2 separate regions of the Zea mays genome follow, and region 1 is linked to region 2. A link is a contact called in public Hi-C data. All regions are on one chromosome and are shown on one strand. The core of a region is the stretch at or near the end of the contact, and the rest is flanking DNA. Distances in the headings are between cores, read along the strand shown. Region 1 holds the start of LOC100192058 (putative RING zinc finger domain superfamily protein). Region 2 holds the start of LOC103626142 (KH domain-containing protein HEN4).

Region 1 (2,700 bases), core at 126-2,625, 310 kb after region 2:
CCTAAGTGTCCAGGCGCCCAGCCAGTGCATGGCCTCACTGTGGCGCTGTGATTTGAACAATGAAAAACTATATATCTAGTATATCTAGTAACGGTAGCAGAATTTTATTTTGAAAATACCTCCAGCTGATTTGTGATCAATTCTTGTTGCTGGGTGGGTCACCATCCTGTGCATTTCCTTGTGAGTTGCTACCACTGCCTCCACTGTTCCCATCCTGCTGCGATGTTTGCCCTCCCAGTCCACTGAATGGCCACGGCAGCGACACATTGAACCTCCTCTCAACCACCCTTGGATTCTCCTGCCTCTCCTCCATCTGTCCCTCAGCAGCAGTAGAGCTCCCAGATGCAGCAGCAGCCACACCAACAGCCGGCTGAGGATTAGTGCCCTTCCGCCCCTCGTAATCAGGATCGTCAGTAGGCAGCTCAAATCGGCAGATGGGGCACGAGTTGTGAAGCTCAAGCCACGGCACAATGCAGTCAGTGTGGTAGATGTGCTTGCAGGGCATCTGCTTGGCCACCTCTCCAGGCGAGAAATCCTCCTTGCAGACGGCGCACTCAGCGCCCTCCGCAGCTGCGACCATGGCATGAGTCACGAGGACGTCGGGGAGCGAGGAGAGGACCGATTTGGCAGCCGGCGGCGTGCCATAGCGGTTGGGGTCGTTCTCGGCGAGCTGCTCGATGAGTTGTTCGAGGCCTGGGCCGACGAAGTAATCCCCAAAGCTTGCCCCGCCGATACGCCCGAGGCCGGGTCCGGAGCCGAGGGTGACGCTGGCGTCGTCGAGGAGGACCTGGATGTTGGCGCCTCCCTCAACGAGGCTATGGATGTAATTCTGGAAGAACATGACCGGGTCGAAGGGCTCGGGCTCGTTCTCGGGGGTGGCCGTGCCGGCGGCGGCGCGCGAGGCAGAGCCGCCGACCCTGATGGGTTGTTCGCCTAGTCCCAGGAAGGAGTTGAGGATGGAGGAGATGTCGTTGGGCTGGGAAGGGGAGGTCGCGGCGGAAGAGGACGAGGACGATAAGGAAGGGGACCCACCGGAGCCGGCTGCTGGGGCGGGGGCCGGGGTGGTGCTGGCGGCGGGGATCGTGGTGGGGGCAAAGGGGAACGGGAAGGGCAGCGGGATGAAGGTGGGGGCAGGGACGGTGACCTCCTCGAGGAAGTCGCCGTGGCACTCGGGGCACGAGAGCTCCCCGGCGGCGGCGGCGGAGGCCGCGATGAGAACGGTGCGGTTGCATTGGTAGCAAAAGTATTGCTTGCGCGCGGCGGCGGCGTAGTAGGCGGCGGCTGGAGTCGACATGGCGGCGCCCGGCGATCTCGCGGCGAGGGTGGATGGATTGGGATTTTTTTCTCTCGCTCTCTCTATGGAATTTAGGTCATCGATTTTCTAGTGCTGTGTTTTGCGGCAAGCGAATTGAGATTTCCCCCACAATTTATTTAGGGAAATTTGGATCTATACCATTAAAAGATCACCACTTTGGATCCATACCATTACTATCTCACTTACATGTGGGTCCACATGAGTCAATGACATGTGGGGTCCATGGTATATATCTAAAGTTTGGATCTTTTAATGGTATAGATCCAATTGTTCCATTTATTTATGTTTATATATTTATTACGAAGCGTGGGAGCACGCCATAATACTCTGAACAACCATTTCCCTTTATACCTCTTCTCTACTCCCCACATAAGTTTGTTGTTTTGACCGGTTATCCTATATGCTTCATAAAAAATTACTAAGTTCATCGTAACTTAAACTATAATTCTTTTAGTTTAAAATGATTTAATCCTATATATATTGTTGCTGATCAAAGTTAATAGTTTGACGTGTGTTTAGTTTGGTTTAGCTTGAACTTTTGTCCCTAAAAGCTAAATCAAATGGATGGATCCAGAAAGCAATTTTTACTAAAAGCCGACGTTCTCGTAGTGCAAAATTGAATGCAACTCTGGACTAGCGGCTTTCGGATGAAACTGTAAAAATATGAATAGAAGAATTTTTATCGGCTTTTAGTAGTTTTCACCAAACGGTTTATAACATTTTAGCCGTTCACAACACATAGTAGCTTTTTTCACATCTCATGGCCCGCAACAGCTTTTTTACAGCCACAATCCAACCAAGCAAGCCCTTAGGACAAACATAAAAAGACAAATTCATGTGGACGGAGGCAGTACTATATAAAGCAAATCACGTAGGTTTATTCTGTGTCGCGCTTCTCGCTTAACAAACAGAGGGGGGTAATGGCGATGACACCTCCATAAGGCATTATCTCGCTAGAGGCAAGGCATTGAGAAGTCTTCTCGCTCTCGCTCCATTGCTCTAACCTCCATTCCCGCCCGGAGCTCGCCCGAGCGGTTGTTGCCATCGTCGGTAGCAGTACAAACTTCATGTAAAAATCAAGAAATAGGAGCACCCAGAACACTATTGGGACGAATCCATCTCAGCTCAAAGTGGACCTAAGAAATCTTATGAAGGGAAGGAAGGGAAAGGGGCAGGGGGTTCTAAGAAATTCTCCCTCTACATATAGTTTATCAATCTAGTGACCTCCCCAATGCTTAGAATAGTAGAACACAACAGTCGAAAACACATCTATCGCATAATCTGATGATCACCAAATCAATACTAGTTTCCGTGGTCATCGTGCGTCATGTGCGAAACGCGTAGGTTTGTTCTTCTCACTCGCTTCTCGCTTAACAAACAGGAAA
Region 2 (2,700 bases), core at 150-2,649:
CGGGCTCCTTCAAGGCCAGGTGTTTCACAAGATCGTGATGAACGCTCTCGCTACCACCAGTCCAGGGAGCAAACACCACTGAGGCCCCCAACCCTTTCAAAACCACCTTCATTCCATGGTCGGCATTCGTACCCACCAGGGGATACTCAGGCCGAGAACAATCCACCTCAAGGATTCGACCGGGCCTACAACTGGGCTTCTCAATCACGGCAAGAGAGCCCAGGTGCGGCGACTCCACTTCGCCAAGAATCTGACCAAAGTATTCAGGACAAGCAGCAATTGATGGCTAATGCACCTTTTATGTTTCCGCCGATTCCTCCTCACCAGGGAAACTTTATGATGCCTATGAATATGAATCAGCCTTTGATTCCTAATGCACCATTCAATTATCCTCTCCAGCAAGATGGAAACCCTCAGTACTTCTCTGCCCCTTTCCAGATGCAGCTACCAGATACTGGATCAGAACAAGGTTCCATGTCAAATGTCCAGCCTCCAGCTGGTCCTATGAGTTTCCCTGAGGGGCCTCAGCGCCCATGGGGTATGAGGCTGATGAGTAATCCATTTCAATCGATGGCCCTTGGTCAGGGAATGATTGATGGTGCGGGTGATCCTCAAGGTGGTGGTGGCCTTGCCTTCATGCAAGCTGGTTTTGGGGGCATGCCTGATGGCTCCATGAATACAGGCATGCCCGATAGAGGTGATGGAAGGGGTATTCTAGCACAGATGCATATGCAAATGCAGATGTCACTTCCCCCACCTCCGCCTACACAACCTCCTCCAGGTTCACAGCAAACGTTTAACAGGACTTGATATTTTTTTTTGTACGAATTGATGGCAACTCCCAGAATTGCATGTCAATTCATTGAGCAAATTGTAATTTTGTCGTTTTTGGCATGTAACCTGTGGACTAGATGGCTCAGTTCTGTTCCCTGGTTGGATAGGAGCCTGTATTATGCTATAACTCCTGTTTGAATGAAATGTTCCGAAATTTCGAAATTTTAGTTCGAGATGGTAGATTCTAGTATCAGTAAAATATGTTTTAAGAAAAAAACGATGCAGTAAGAAGTTTGAAACATGCGGCTTCAGTTAACGTGGCATTGTCGAACCCTGATAAATATATTGCTTGAGGTTCTTTTTTTTGTTGCAACATTCATGTCAGCGTATACAAGTGTGATTTTGGTTTAGCTCCATATATTGCAAATCACGTAGACCGTCATGTGCGAAGAAAATTTGTTCCATCTATAAATATCTAGCCTAACTTGAGTCTGTATGCAATGGATCAGGCTTATTGTTTGATTGGTTTCACTCTTGTACCAGACCTAGTATAGATTTTAACAAGGTGAATGGACCTCCTTTTTTTCACGGTCCATTTTTCATCCGAATGCCAACCTACATCTAAATCTTTTTTTTATACTGAAAAGGACAGCAGCACGGGTTGCAGCTCAACCAAATCAAACACACAAAGATGCAAGGCTCCGCCTTGGAGAACTTTGAGGATGCATTAGTCATCTATCTGACGGACACACAGCAAAATGAACGAAGATGGAAGTCCTAACAAGATAGGAACCCAAATCTAGGGGCGCGGCCAGCCATCTAGGTGACCACGCGGGGGGCGGCCAGACGGCCAAGCGGAGGCGGGCGGGGGTCAGCGGCCAGCTTCTACAGAGGAACGGCGAGGACGGAGCCAGGCAACGGCGCGACGCACGCAGGACGCGAGACCTCCGCCTCGTCGACCGCTTGTTCGGGCTTGTTCGGAGCTAGGCGAAGTCGAGCTCCTGTCTTGTTCATTGGAAGCTTTATTTAAGAGTGTTTCCAATGAGCTCGTGTTCCTTGGCCACCACGGCCGCGATGAGGCGGGGCCGGAGGGAGACGGGGCGAGCAAGTCGCGGCGGCAGCGAGGACTGAAGGCCGAGATCTGGGGCAGGGCAAGGAGAGGGCGAGGTGCGACAGGAGAGGTAGGGAGGAACCACTCACAACTCGATTGCATAAAAAACTCGGGTCCGGAAGCTGGTTCCTGTCTGACGACGCTGTACTCAAGCCACACGTCGTTCGAGCTGTGGCGGACTGCCCGTGAAGCGCGGGGAGAAGCTCAAACTCCACCGGGTTTTAATAAAAGGTAATTGGTTAGCTAGGTGAGAAAGAAGCCAACAGAATATTTCATATAGAAGTGATATCTGTTTTGTTCATAAAATATTATGAACACAAAAATGAAAATCGGTTTCTTAATTAAATCCATTAATCAAGAAACATAATAAGAAACCTAAATAAAATCATGTCTGTTTTTATGCCTAACCTGTTTGAGTTCATGTGACAAAAATGGTCGATGGTCCTTCCTCATCAATCCCCAGACAATCAATCGCATCCTTAGCATGAATCATTACTAGTTAGATACTTGTGCACTGCTACACTGCTACAGTTTCTATATATTACATGTTGTATGGATAGATTGTGTTTTAATAAAATATAAAATTATGTTTGGTTTGTTGGTTAGTTAGATGTGAATGTGGACCCAACAATCAAGATTTGAACCCTAATTATGCACAATTGTACCTTATTGGCAGTAAAATTCTAGACAAACACAACCCACAAAAGCAAAGCAATTGCTTAATAATAATAAATAATGTAATGACCGTGCATTTCTATGGTACACAACAACAACATTACACTTTATCTTAGTCAAAAGACCTATAAAAATATAAG

What was found. Hi-C and Micro-C count contacts between places; a contact is called where the count stands out from the background.
Region 1: a contact with region 2 is called in a Hi-C map of ear, with 2.2 times the contacts expected there. The contact joins the promoter of LOC100192058 here to the promoter of LOC103626142 in region 2. A contact is called at or near these places in 3 of 25 Hi-C or Micro-C datasets (ear, endosperm and tassel).

Annotation. Positions count from the first base shown.
Region 1 is chr5:27,116,556-27,119,255 of Zm-B73-REFERENCE-NAM-5.0, forward strand. It overlaps LOC100192058 (putative RING zinc finger domain superfamily protein), which reads right to left and starts at 1,376. Exons shown (of 2, transcript NM_001137481.1): 1 at 120-1,376. The coding sequence starts at 1,294. The coding sequence ends at 137.
Region 2 is chr5:26,808,159-26,810,858 of Zm-B73-REFERENCE-NAM-5.0, forward strand. It overlaps LOC103626142 (KH domain-containing protein HEN4), which reads left to right and starts at 1,400. Exons shown (of 8, transcript XM_035958980.1): 1 at 1,400-2,116. It overlaps LOC100274553, which reads left to right. Exons shown (of 3, transcript NM_001148908.2): 3 at 1-1,013. The coding sequence ends at 810.